Regions from separate parts of the Gasterosteus aculeatus genome. Here region 1 is linked to region 2. A link is a contact called in public Hi-C data. All regions are on one chromosome and are shown on one strand. The core of a region is the stretch at or near the end of the contact, and the rest is flanking DNA. Distances in the headings are between cores, read along the strand shown. Region 1 overlaps hdac4 (histone deacetylase 4). Region 2 overlaps traf3ip1 (TNF receptor-associated factor 3 interacting protein 1).

Evidence for each region. A called contact is a pair of places that touch in the nucleus more often than the background predicts.
Region 1: a contact with region 2 is called in a Hi-C map of tail fin, with 1.8 times the contacts expected there. The contact joins two enhancer-like sites. A contact is called at or near these places in 4 of 6 Hi-C or Micro-C datasets (skeletal muscle, tail fin and whole body).

Annotation. Positions count from the first base shown.
Region 1 is chr16:4,992,592-4,999,823 of fGasAcu3.hap1.1, forward strand. hdac4 (histone deacetylase 4) reads right to left here. Exons shown (of 27, transcript XM_078091411.1): 16 at 6,708-6,810; 17 at 5,497-5,543; 18 at 3,026-3,133; 19 at 1,135-1,190; 20 at 808-895; 21 at 7-126. Among protein-coding and RNA genes, the nearest start is that of twist2, 34 kb to the left of the region's middle. Within about 2 kb of position 1,915, at least 2 of the 9 cell types and tissues checked have open chromatin away from gene starts, as enhancers often do.
Region 2 is chr16:4,903,766-4,910,492 of fGasAcu3.hap1.1, forward strand. traf3ip1 (TNF receptor-associated factor 3 interacting protein 1) reads left to right here. Exons shown (of 16, transcript XM_040200829.2): 1 at 1-276; 2 at 1,713-1,781; 3 at 2,558-2,719; 4 at 3,537-3,665; 5 at 3,829-4,203; 6 at 4,283-4,354; 7 at 4,751-4,774; 8 at 5,107-5,182; 9 at 5,513-5,533; 10 at 6,265-6,352. The coding sequence starts at 154. Among protein-coding and RNA genes, the nearest start is that of traf3ip1, 3.4 kb to the left of the region's middle. Within about 2 kb of position 3,391, at least 3 of the 9 cell types and tissues checked have open chromatin away from gene starts, as enhancers often do.

The DNA of each region.
Region 1 (7,232 bases), core at 665-3,164, 87 kb after region 2:
CCCCACCTCGTCGGGCGCTCCGCTGCCGGGGAAGAAGTTCCCATCGTCGTAGCGATGCAGTGAAAGGTAGAGAACGTTGGGGTCTGCGTAGAAGGCCTGCTGGGTGCCATTGCCGTGGTGAACATCCTGGAGAGAAAAGGGAGCGGTTAAGATGTTACGAGTGGCATGTGGTAGAGAGTTTGGGAAGAGGTGTCATTAACACCAGGGACATAACAGAGGCTGTCACCAACAGGACATTGTAACATTTGCATGAACGGGGTTATCAACTCTCGACACACGGACACTGAAACACTGCCAGGCGGATGATCAGTAGGTCCGCCGCAGCCTGCCGTGGTGTCAAAACGGGACGCTCAGCAGAATTCAATAAAACCCTCAACTTCCAAAAAAAGGTTCACTTTTGCGAGCAAGACGAGATCAATCGAGTGACCTCACCGTCTACATTCCGGGAATGCTTTAAAATGCTGGTCCTAAAAATGCCGCTGTCGTCTTTAGTGGCATGACAGCGAGTTTGCCACACTGAACGCTCCCTGTGACAGACAGAGAGGAAATGAAAAGGCGCTTCAAAGGATTTTGGGAATGGCCATGAGCAGCAAGGGACGCCGCTGAGGAGCAGGACTCCTACACACTTCTTCCTACCGTCTACAAGAAAATACTTTGGTGAAAGAGACAGTGTCTGACCTAGATAGCAATATAGCATAAGTGCAACCGAAAAAAAGGATTATTGAAATATACGTTTTTTCAACCGAGTAACATTTTCATTGCATTAGGAGACGTATTTTCAAGGAAATCATTACACAAGAAACTCACCCAGTCCACGATGAGGACTTTGCTGACATTGAGTCTCTGCTGCAGCAGCTTGGCTGCTATGGCGACTGAGTTGAAGTAACAGAAGCCCCTGAAAGTGAACAGTGAGAGAACAGCCCAATTAACATTGAACAACACAGTACTGGAAGTATCTTATCAAAGTAAATCTCACTATGAGAATAACACTTTGGGGTCTGTTGTGCAGAAATGAAGAAGAAACTTTGACGTGACAATATGGAGGACACTTGTCTAGAGGGACAAGCTCGATAAAAGTGTTATGAACCAGGCGGCAGCTGACCTCTGTCCTGGTCAGATTTTGTGTTTACTTACATAGGCGTGCTCTCCTCAGCGTGGTGTCCAGGTGGTCGAACTACAGCGAAACCGTTCTGTCAGAGGAAACAAAGGTCACACACACACACACACACACACACACACAAAGCCTTTTTTACTTATTGCCAACAAGTGGAAGTTCTGTCTAAGAAACTGAGAACTCTGAAAATGACATCATGGATTCTGAAATAAAAAAAGATCTATATATCTAAATATAAGACCTGACGTCAACCATGTGTGTGTCGGTCAAACTCAAACCGGCTCCTTAGAGAGAAAACAGCAGTCGTTCAAAAGTATGCGCGCACAGAGGAACAGATGCGTACAACGGGTCAGTAAGGGAAGCTCTGTTAAGGCCGGGACCTGCGGGACCTGCAACTGTTTTTGGGGGCTGCCACTGCTACGTGGGGACATTAGATAGATGTCCGGGCTGATGTAGAGCGAGGCGAGCCCGACTAATGATGTTGAGTCAGCTGCTGTGGATTAGCAGCCGGCCAGGAGTTTAACGCAGAGACAACCGCCTCAGCTGGTTTTGAGGACACTCTGCATAATACAGCATGTACGTGTGTGTGTGTGTGTGATGCTCAATTGTGTCCGTATAAAGAGGAAATACAATGGATTTAAAATAGATTTGGGTGGAGCAAACAGATGGAGAGGCAGCCACGTGGGAGTGTGTGGGAGGGATAGAGTCCTGTCATTCTGTGGAGTTTGGCTCCAGAGGCTCTTCAGAAGACCATCTGTATGTGTGTAGGCACGTGTGTGTATGTGTGTGTGTACTTATGTGCATGTATGTGTTAAGATCAGGTTAAGCTGAGGGCAAGTCAATACATGTGAACTTTAACCCTATATTATTCCAACACTGAAGCTCGGTCCTACTCTCCATGCGATGGCGCTCGTAGGTCCCCTCCCGCGTCAGTCTCTAACGCGGCAGGGACGGCGTGTAGGGACGGCGTGTAGGGACGGCGTGTAGGGACGGCGTGTAGGGACGGCGTGTAGGGACGGCGTTAGGTTGAGGCGCGTGGACGACGGCCCGGATCACTGAATCAAGCGACCGGAGAAGCTGCGAGACAAACGCCACCACAGACTCACGAATGACATCGAAAAACTGTCAACGTCTATGTTTAGTTCCCCAGCGGTCTCCCGGAGGAAAAGTCCTGTGTGTGTTATTCATGTTTCAGTGGATTTCAGTGTTTTTACTCCTGGAATTGAATGATTTACATCTTATGCTTTCGTTTTCTCAACCCTACAAGTTCTCAACGTTTTATACAAACATTTCTTCGTCGTAATCCTGCCATTAGGTAGAAAAAAAGGGAAAATGAATACAAGCACATATAGTGAAAAATCTGGCGCGCTACTGTCTCACAGGAACATCATTAGTCTGCGGCATGCCGGTGCTAAGCTAACGCTAAGTGCGTCAGCTGCTCTGCAGGTGGCTGCGGTGTAATGCCCATAAAACGGGGCTGTTATTGGGGACTGCTGGCGTTTGCGGTGCCCGTGAGCCGGGCCTCCCTGCTGGGTTCAAACGGTGAGCAGCCGTGGCCACAGACACAGGAAGGCTGGCTGGTGGGCAAAGCGTGACGGGGGTGGGGATGTCTGTCTGGGAGGTGCTAACGAGACTTCGAGGTGGAGGGTTCTGGCGTGAGGTTTCTCCTTTCTTGAGGTGTTTGGAGGCGTGAATGAGCAGTGCAGCGCCGCGAGGAGTTCTAACAGGTTTTGTGCGATCCATTATCGACTCCAATCCAGCCCCGCCCGGTGCTGGTCACGGATTTATCTGGGTGGGATCCACCTGGGCTTTGTTTCGAGTGGGCTCCATCTCATCGCTGGTGCTGCTGTTATTAAAAGCCTTTAGTCCGAGTTTGCTGCTGATTTGGCTGTGCAAAGTATCCGAACTGACCTTCAGCTCCCCCGACGCTACTTTGAACACCAGCTCCACCACCGAGCCGACGGCCAGACGAGCCGCACTGGACGAATGCACCTCGTTCCAAATGGTGTCGTTGTCCACCTGCAAACACAAACACACACATGCAGGCATGTGTTGTTTAAATCACAAAAAAAACACTGCACTTTTTATGCTGTTTTTCATCCAATAAGGGACATTTGATGTTGTGCTTTACAGCAGTTCAGAGTGACAGCGATCGTTAAACTGTGAGGACATTTGAAATAATTTAGCTATGTCATTTTACATCAAAGTTAGTCTTTGAAAGTTGCAGTTTGGGGACAGCTGGGACGTTCTCACGGACATGGACCAGAACCAAGAGAGAGTCTGTGAGGCAGTAAGACATATTTAGAAACTTAATCATACACATTTATTATAGCAAGCTCTGTGTTCATCAGTCCATTAAGGCAAAACACACATTTATTGTAATTTAGTATCAAGGGCACGCCAGCTTTGAAAAAAAAAAGCCAATGTTTTGACAAATATACTGGTAATTAAAAATGAATATCAATTAAATGTGTTTAGAACTTCAGATATGGAGCGCTGGATTAAATATTTAAAAAAAAACACGGAAAATTTGAAATCCGAGTACAAAGTTTTAGTAACAAAGTGAAAATGAGGGCAGGCCAAGAAAAGTCTCTCTGCATTTATTTTCCCATTTTATGAGTATTTGTGTGTTTGGGGAGTAAGTTCAGTCACCAGTCAGTGGTCACGCCAGATTAATGCTGAGGCCCGCTCAGCCCCAATCACAACAGTACATCCGCGCTCACGCACACAAGCCCAACGGACCTCAATAGTCGATGTGATTGATTGCGAGCGGCGCGGCGCACGGGATAATATACACACCCTCCATCAGGCATGGCAGATACCGCGGGCAGATGGAGCACGTGATAAACACAGAGAGGAGAAGCTGGCAGATGAAGAGAAGAAAAATAAGGGCCGTGTGTCGATGTGTTTGAACTGGACACACATGTGCGGAGCGGCCGGTGCCAGAGCGCCGGAGGAGAACTTTGACCCGCCCGCCGGACGCTCTGACAACTCGCTTTGCGTTGGCGGCCTCTTGGTCAGCGTTACGCGACTGGGTGACCTTTTTCGGGGGGACGGCCGTCCAACTTCACCTCCCTCTCCTCTAGTTAAAAGGAGGGAGCGAGGGGGGAATAGAGAGCGGCGGCGATGAGTAACCGAGGGAGCAGAACGTGAACACAGAGAGAGAGAGGAGTGGAAGACACCGTGTTGTAACCGAGTCAGTGAGTGGATGGGAAACCGAACCGTATATAGACGCCAGGTTAATGAACACAAACAGATGGTGCTCTGAAGCAGCGTGTGGAGACTGGGCGGTTTATTGTTTGCCATGTTGATGTTACCTTTTCGCCTCAAGACAGAAGTGGGACGCGATTTGACAGGAAAAAAGGAAAGGGAAGGTGTGTGTTTGTGTGTCGGCGGCAGAAAAAAGCGGGAGCGTGCTGGTATGACTGAATGATGGTTCCCCACAGGCTGACAGCCTAATTTCAGCCCCCTTCCTCTGTAAATGTGTGTGTGCGTGTGTGGGACTGCTATGTGTGTGCATGACAGGAAGACAACAATTTAGCCCCATTTGCCATTATAAAGAGCAGAGCGCAGCTCGGGCTCTTCTTGTTCCCACCACTGCAGCAGCAACTCCCCAAGGGAGGGAATGGGGGCGAGGTGGAATAACGTGCAAAAGATATGGGGATGCATAATTGTTATGTAAAAGGCATATGTTGCTGTAGGTGGATTGGCCTTTGGAAATGCTCAACCTTTGTCCCCGGAGTCAACAGCAAGCACACCTACAGGTGCACGTGAGACTGCTCCGACATATCCATTTCAAAAGACGGCACTTCCAGCTCGGAGCAGCCATCTAAATCATTGCCTTAGCACACAAACATCCCTAAACACACTGCTACACACACAAACAAAAGCACGCACCCAGCCAACTATACCATGGGGGGTGCGTGCGCGCACACACACAGCGCGTATGCTGAAAGTATCTGGTTACAATTATTAACACTGCAGAAAGGCAAGCAACAGCTTTTGTTGCCTCTGGTCCTTGAGGGCCTTTATTGTGTGTGTGTGTGTGTGTGTGTTTGTGTGTGTGTCTGTTTGGTGGAACAAGAACAAATGGGAGCATTATTTAGGCAGGGGGCAGAGAGAGCGAGTGGGCGAAGGGGAACCCGGTTATTACACTGCGGTTTGATGGTGCTGGAACTATGCTTGTTTGTTTCAGTGTAGCTTGGGATATTGATTAGATTAGCGGTCCATTGCAACAATTTTCCACTGAATAAGCGTGACTTAACGCTCGAAATTTCGAAAGTTATAGCAGGCACACATAATTACTAAAACTTCATTACCGACTGAATATTTGTCAGATGACCCATGCGATTTACAGGAAGAAAAATAAATAAGTGACTTACCCCTATGCCTCCGCACGGTAACCGCACAAACATGGGACTCACTGAACCTGAGGCAGACACACACAAAAGTGCAATCAGAGCCCGTAATGTGCAAATAGGGAAAAAGAAAGAGCAGAAGAGGCTTAACTGTCTGGACTCACAGGCACAGACCGGGTGCATGACCCCCAGAGAAACTGGGCATTTGACCCTTTGACCTAATCTGAAAGGTAGAGTATACAAGGGCGTGCTGTAATTGGGCAAGGTGAAGGGGGAAAGTATCTCGTTGCCCTGGTAATCAAACCCTCTCAGTGGGAATCAAGATTTTAGATTCCGTGTTGTTTTAGAAAATGGAAATGAGGGAACTAGCTGGTCCAGGTCTTAGTCTTCCGCCTGATCATTTGTCCAAAATCCTCAACTGTAGCTCAACAGTGTCTGACAACAAGAAACAAACCCAAACCACATATTTCATCTAATGTCTAGGAATGGTTTAATGGAGTATACTCTACTTAGAACAGTTTGCATTTCCCTTTCCTTCTTCTCCATTTCCAGTTTTGTGTGTGCGCTGAACCCTTACACAGGATTATCTGGTAATTCTCCTGTGTAAGCAGTAATAATAAGGGGAATTTATGTCTCCACTGGAATGAAAGCTAAGATGACCACTGGGGTTCGCCCCTTAGCACACACGCGCACACACACACGCACACACACAAAATGAGAATGCCTTGGCTACACCTGCACTTTGAGCCAGAAAGGCCAGACGTAAGTGACAAAGCAGCCTGTGCGACTTCCAGTTAACAAGCTTCAGCAGTTCCTCACCTTATCGTAACACCTCCAGGACTTTATGAGATCGGACCTTTTGTTATGACACGGTTTAAGCATTAAAGCAGATTCCTTCCACAGACGCTGCAGATTCATGGCATTCAAGAGGGGGACTTAGTGTGAGATTTAGTCTGCACAAAAGGACAACTCAACTCGTTGTGTTGCATTTATGCATGCAGATTGATTCGTGCAGCGGCTCATTGTGCATGTAGCCTTTGTGTAAAATACCGTGAAACACTTGTGCAACACTGGACTGTATATCGCAACACTCATTGATGTCAGTTTTCAGGCAGCATGCCTGGCAGTCAGCTCGGCGTGAAACCTTTACCGTTTCTGACAGATTGGTTCATGCTTAGACCCAGTGTGTAAATGCATCCTGTGTGCTTGTATCAACGTGTCGTTGCGTGTCTTACAGTCCAGTTTCTGCCGCAGCGGGTTGGTTCCGTAGAGCAGGACGTGGGCTTCAGAGTGGACCGTCTGTAACTCCTCCAGCGAGGCCTTCCTCCCGCGGATACACTGCTCACAGGGAAGGAAAGAGAAGAGGTGAGGCAAAGAAAGTACAGGAAATACAGGCTGACAATCCAAACTGTTATAGTCATCAAAGAAGATTGGAAGGATAGCGTTACATTGTTAGAAGGACAAGTCCCGCCCTCATGAAGAGGCACAGCATATATTGAGGCACATGGTGTCTGCGTGTGTACAGTAACCCAAGTTTAGGAGGTGGAAGTGGTTCATTTTAATGCAATATATGCTAAATCTTTTTCATTGGTAAAGTCAGCCATCGATAGAAAATAGCCAAGTGCTGCCCCCTTCTGGTCGTTGAAGCAACCAGTACTTCAGAGTTGAATCCTGGCATGTCATACTACTAGGCTCCTAAGATCACAACAGATTTACACAGAGAAATAATAAAAACACTGATATGTTAAAAACATGTGTTA
Region 2 (6,727 bases), core at 2,141-4,640:
TGCGCAGTCTTCATCACTGGTGCACTGTGGGATTGCTGAATATTGACATGGCAACCAGGCGACAGAGCCAGCAGGATTTTTTTGTACACTCCTGAATAGTTGTTGCTGTCTCCTCTGCGTTTAAGCCCCTTAGCTTGACGTTCGCCCGCTGCCATGAACGTGGCGGTGGTGAAGAAGACCCAGGACACGCTGGGCAAAGTGATAAAGAAACCTCCTCTCACGGAAAAGCTGCTAAGCAAGCCGCCGTTTCGATACCTTCACGACATCTTCAGCGAGGTGAGACTCACATGCTAACTTCAGGATTAGCAACTTTGCGTTTGTTTCACCGCCACAACGGGCCACTTTAGCCCTTATTTACCGAAAGGCTCGCGCCAAATAAAAAGACGAGCCAGCCAGTCGTCTGGCTAATGCACCGTTAGCATGAACTATGCTAACCAAGTAACACTCAATTCGCGGTAACGTTAACTGACGTTACGGCTACCACAGCCGTCAATGCGACTCTGGTATCGCGGATGAGGTTGGTCGAGCAGTTAAACCATCAAAGTCGACCATGAACCAAAGGAAGGGTTGCTAAAGATCGCTAACAATTGTAAATGAGGTCGCTTTACGTGAGTAATTTAACATAGTGGGTAAGCTAACTTGAGCTATCCGTGCCTATGGCGTCGTGTAGTTTCGAGCACACTCGGGGATCGAACCGGTTCCGTTACCGTCGGCTAACCACAGTGAGCCGTTCGAGGTACCAGGTTGGATAAATGTGCGTGGCTCTTCGTCACGTTGAGATCACGGATGCTGAGCGGCTTATCGCCGCTGGGCTGTTTGATAAGACCAATGGTTACGTGGTGCTGCGATGAATCACTGCGTGTTCAAAGCTGCCCGCGCATCATCACAGGGGTTTGCAGAGATAGTAGAAGCCTCAGTGGTGGACTCCTCAGTAACACGCCTGCTTCACCACTTCAGCAGCTGCTCCTCTCCGCTCAGCTCCAAGCTCCCTAACGTCACTAATCTCCAACGTTAGTTGTCCCCTCCAGCTTTGAGGTGATGTGGCCTGTTACACAGACACTTTGTGGACCATACTGAGATGGAGCAGACTAAGTTTGAACCCATCAGAAATAAGTCAGTCAGCGTGGTTACATGGATTCGAATAACTGGCTTAGTCGGACTGAAATCGAATTATCCGTTTCATGTAAACACCTTTGTCCGACTATGTGCGGTCCGACTACGATCCGACTAACACCCCTGGATAACTCCATCCGATCCAGTTGATAGTTCGACTATTGCGGCATGTAACGGTGAACCGGATAAGGAACTGGCCTTTGCATCTTTGCGCATGCTTGTGTCTCTATAAAACCATGCATCACATCCAGGGCTCTTTCTTTTATTTATTTTTTTCACACACAACAGAATCCTTTGATACAAAGTGTGAAGTACGATAAAATCTGTTCAACCTTTCTCAACCCACGTGAGATCTCATTCCCACTCCACGCGTCTTAAGTAGTCAGAGGCGACCCATGTATATTTGATGAGGGAAGCGTGTCGGGATGTGTGACTCCTTTCCGCTGCTGACAATGTGTCTGACTGCACAAATAGGCATCCACATTATAGAGGATGCTGAGATATTGATGCCTATGTGTACTTTATATATTTTTAGTTTTTAGGGAAATGCAAATAATCTGACAGCTGAGTGTTCAACCTTAACTTGTTATTCCTTTCAGGTCATCAAGACCGTAGGTTTTATGAAAGGTCTGTATGGTGAAAATGAAATGAAGTCCGACAATGTTAAGGTAAGTGAACCACTCTGTCCTCCTGGTTGATTATTTCTACTCCTTTAGGCCTCCTGATGCATAACGCTGATATCACTATTTTTGGTTAATTGCATTTCCCTCATAATTGTCTCACATAATCTGCACGTATGTCCTAAGCAGCAGCCTTATTTGTGTATGAGATAGCCTGCAGGTGATCTGACGCCCAGTCTGAGGGCGGCAGTGTGTGAGTAACTCTACACGCTCCCTTTGTGAGAGGATCTGGCATGACATGACTAAGAGGGCATCCAAGGTGTCAGAAGTGTGCTGCTTGATAGTTGACCCCAAATCGATACTCGACAGAAGGATGCTGCATGGGCTCAGCTACAGGTCCCTGTTTGAAACTGGATGTCCCCCAACAGGAGCATCACTGTAATCAGATCATGTAAAATTGAGGATGTTGAGTTCAGAAGGTACCATTGTTATGCTCATACACGTCTGTCATGGGATAACAGACGTTATAACAACACTGCTGTGTTGTTATGTGATAATCTCATCACTACCTTACTCTCTTCAGTGCAAATCTTTTTTTGTAAATGATGTTTTTTAACTCCTTTGCACTGTCTGCTGGCATCTCAGATGCTGCATTATAACAGACTAGCAGCACTGCTTAGCTGGGTCATTTATCTGGAATTCAATGTCATGGGGCGGGGGGGGGGGGGGGGGGGGGTGTTTGCTCTTCTTTTTGTGGAGGCAGGCTTTGTTATTAAATCAGATTTTACAATGGACTCTGTTTGCCTTGTCTTTTTCCTTCTCAGGATAAGGACTCCAAGATAGTCTTCCTCCAGAAGGCAATAGACGTGGTGATGCTGGTGAGTGGCGAGCCCCTGGGGGCGAAGCCGGCACGCATTGTGGCCGGACATGAGCCCGAGAAAACCAACGAGCTGCTGCAGGTCATGGCCAAGTGCTGCATCAACAAGGTGTGTGTTCTTGGCAACGCACACAGACAGAAGAGATCAATTGCAAAGGCTCACTTTCCAATTCTCTCCTGTCCCCAGTCTCCTATCATTCAGATGATATATTTGGAAAAAAACTGTTTCCCATTGTGTGTTATTTCTAGCAAATAATAAAAATCTATGTCTAGTAATGTCTAGCCGGCCTCGGGAAGAACTTTTTAATTGAGCCCTGGAGAGTAAAGAGATGAGCACGTCCCAATTGGATATCTGTTCTACAAACACTGTTTTGATTTCATGTCATGGGGAATGTTTGTATTCCTCGGATCTTATGCAACCTATTTGCTGTTGTTACATACAGCCTAGATTTAATAGATATATTTCAACAATGAAAAAAACAACAATAAAAATCCCCCAAATTAATGAGCATTGAATCAATATTAATTTAGCTCTGAATGTAAGAAACTTAAGTAAAGCGTTAGCTGAATATACTGGTCCAATATGTGATAGCTGATTAGTTCATTCAAATATATTAAAATAATGAAATTCTATTCAAACAACATTTCATATTATTCTGGTAGCATTTCTGTATTAAAGCTTTTCTCCGTTGCTTTGGCACAGTAGTTTTCATCCTGTGAGTTGTACTGGTCAAAATGTCTGTCCTTATTCATCAGCGCATTGTATAAGAGTTTACTGTGGGAAGACAATAATATGTAGTATACAATAGTGTAACAAGACTGCAAAAAGAAAATGATTGACTGTATGTGTACAAGTCTGAAATGATTGTTTTCAAAAGACGGTAAACAATTCAAATTCATAACATGAACCAAATGTTGTCTTCCAGATGTCCAGTGACGATGCCGTGAAGCGAGTGCTTGCCGGAGAAAAGGTGGACATAAAGACCAAGGCCAGCACCACCAGGTCCCAGGACAAGGAGAATAGGGAAGGACGCGAACGTCCTCTTGATCGAGAGGTGAGAGTCCTCCGCCCGCTCTGAGGATGGAATTACACACTGCTCACTCCCAACATCTGGTGCACTATGTGCCGTCTGCGTTAGCAGTTAGCAGTTAGCATCGGCAGTGTCCCAGCATGTGCCTTGGATCCTCACCCTGTGTGTTCGGCGTGAACTATTTTAGGAGAGGAAGACGATTACAGACCGCAGCGGGAGCCGAGACCACAAGGACCCGGACCAGCCCAAGGAGCCGCAGAGCCGACGCAGGGATGGGGAGAAGGAGCAGCACGGCGCCAGAGAGCGCTCAGAAAAGGACCCCCGCGCCAAGGACAAGAGCCGGGATCGGGAGCGAGACAAAGGACGGGGGAAAGACAGGGACAAGGAGAGGGACAGAGAGAGGGAGCCAGAGAGGGAGCCAGACAAAGACCGAGATAAGGCGAGAGACTCTCGCGGAGCCCGGGAAAGAGACAAGGACAAAAGAAAGGACCGAGGCAAAGACAGGGAGCGCCACAAAGAGCGGGAAGAGCGGAGCAAAAGTGGAGAGAGCGGCAATAGCAAGGTATGCCTGCCTGTTTGCCTCAAGTCTTAAATGTTTAGCAACAGACCATTATTTACCTCACGTGTGTGTTCGTGCGTAGGCCAGAGTGTCAGAGCAACCACAGCAGGCGGCGAGCCCCGAGCCCAGCAAAACAGCCAAACCTGTGCCAGCCGTGAGTTCCATCACTCATGATACATTGTTTATTATTAGAAGTGATTGTCTCATAGTGATGATGGTGTGCTTTACTAGACACACTTTACATGTTCATCTCTACTTTATTTATGCTGTGCCCCTTCTTCATGTAAGGATGAAAGACCAGACGAGGAGGTATTGAAGCCCGCAGAAACCAAATGCGGAAAAAATGAGAGCTTTGCTGTAGTCTGCGCTTTTGTTTAGGATGCTGTGACCATTGATTGCAATAGCGTTAGGGGGGCGGCTACTTGTTTTAGTGCTAATTTGGGCTATGGTGTTTAGCAGGCATGTGAGGCCTTGTGTCCTCATATTATTTGTATCATTGCTAAATGTGACCTCAGTTTGTGGTGTAATGTTGTGTTCTTTGTCTCTGCAGCCTGCAGAAGCAGTTGAGAACCAGGTAAGTTCATAATCTGTGGCAGTTGTTGTTTTTTAAACACACTTCATTCCGTTTCAGTGTTTTTATTGTTGCTGTGATACAACTAACTTGCCCCCCATGTGCTGTATTTCGCATGCAGCAGTCTGTCAGTGTGTACGGTTTCAACATTAACCCTCCATGTTAATTGGGGCCTAATTGTTTAGCAAAGAAGTTGATGACTGATCATGAAAGGACGGCCCAATAGAGGGTTCTACATGACGGGGCGTCCACAGTCAGTGAGTGATGTGTTGCTTTTCACTGCTTATTGTTGTAAACGTGTATCCTTTGCCTGCTTGTCTCTGCTTCTCTCACAGCCTGACAGTCCAGCTAGAATACCTCGGCCTTCATCTGCCAAAGGGCAGAGGCGGAGACCCAAAATTGGAGGTCAAGGTAACCCCCATCCCTTCTCCCCCAGCACCCAACTTAAAACGACTAACTGCCCTTGACTAAATGACTAAATAACTGCCCTTGAATCATCAACCGAGGGGCTCTTCGACAGCCAAATAGATTTTACAGTTGACGGGTTTCTATTTGCGAACTGGTCTTATAAATTCACTGACTGGTTCCACTCAGTGGGAGGTAAAAGTGACTCATCAGGATTACTGTTGGCAGTGTCGACAAAGGTTTCATGGAACTGACATTAAGAAAGACACTTTGTGTTTTCATACTCTGTGTTTGCATGTCCAGAAACTAACAAGATCTTTTTCTGCTCTCCGACAGATGAATCTGACAGCGAGGGAGGTAATTGTTCTCTATCTCATCTCATTTAACATTAGGGATTTTCCATGTGGTCATCGTGACAGCAGAGGTGCTGCCCTTAATCAAAAATGCATTTTGAGGGGTTCCTTTATGAATTGCAGTAACAGAAAAAGAAAGTTTTAAAATTGATCAATTCATAAATAGACCAAAAACTTTAAAGTCAGCGCTCCACTTCTTTAGTCCTGAAAGCACAAGGATCAAAGGATCCAGAAATGTCTTCCCCCAGTATGTCAGCGCGCTCCCTTTAGAGTGCATGCTCGACATTCTCTCACTGCGACTAAATGACGTTCTAGATGGGGCAACAATATGCTCTTTTTTTTTAAAGGTCTGAGCAAGTCAGTGAAGTTCATTAATAACGTTCAATGTCTCAAGGGCCTCAGAGGATTACTAAAGCAACTCTCCTAGAGGACAAGAAACCCCACCGCCGTACGCAGCGAGGGCAACAATTGAGTCTTAGCAGCCGGCTGGTTTGGGAAATGTCAGTCGAGCTCCGTCCAAAAGAACAAAATCCATCTGAGCAAATTTCTCTTTTGGCAACGGTGTTCTGAACTAGCGGTATCTTTGTCAGGTTGTGAGCATTCAGGACATAGAAACAGGCCGGTACTGTGTGCACTCGTTATACAGGCATGTACATTAGTGTCCAGTGGAAGGACGGATCTAACCCTCGCTATGTTATACTGAGCTAACTACAAGTCGCTGCTGTCCCTTCGCAGACGGAGATGCTCTGTTAGCCCAGAGACCGCCGCCCCAAGAAAATGGAGAGACTGCAGCGTCCTCGGTGCCATTTGACGTGGCCTCCAGGTCTGTACAGTCAACACTGAACCGTACCTCATTATGCAAGCGCTTTGCTGAGGTACAGGACATTAATCCAGCAATACTCTTCACTTAAGACAAAAACACCTCATTAACTGTAAATATTTAAGCTGCTCTCACAATTATCTGGGAAACATCAACATCTAACGCAAAGTAGCTATTTAATATGACCTTATGACCTTTCTTTTTTGGAAGATTTGAGATGTTATTTTAATCGTGTGGTAATTTTTTTCATTATGATAATTTTTCACAATGAGGGCAATGATTATAAGGGATCCGTCTCACTGGTTAAATCATCTTATGCAGTAGGTCATCAAACATATAAACGTTAAAATTCGGTTGTAATTTCTTAGTATAAAAGTT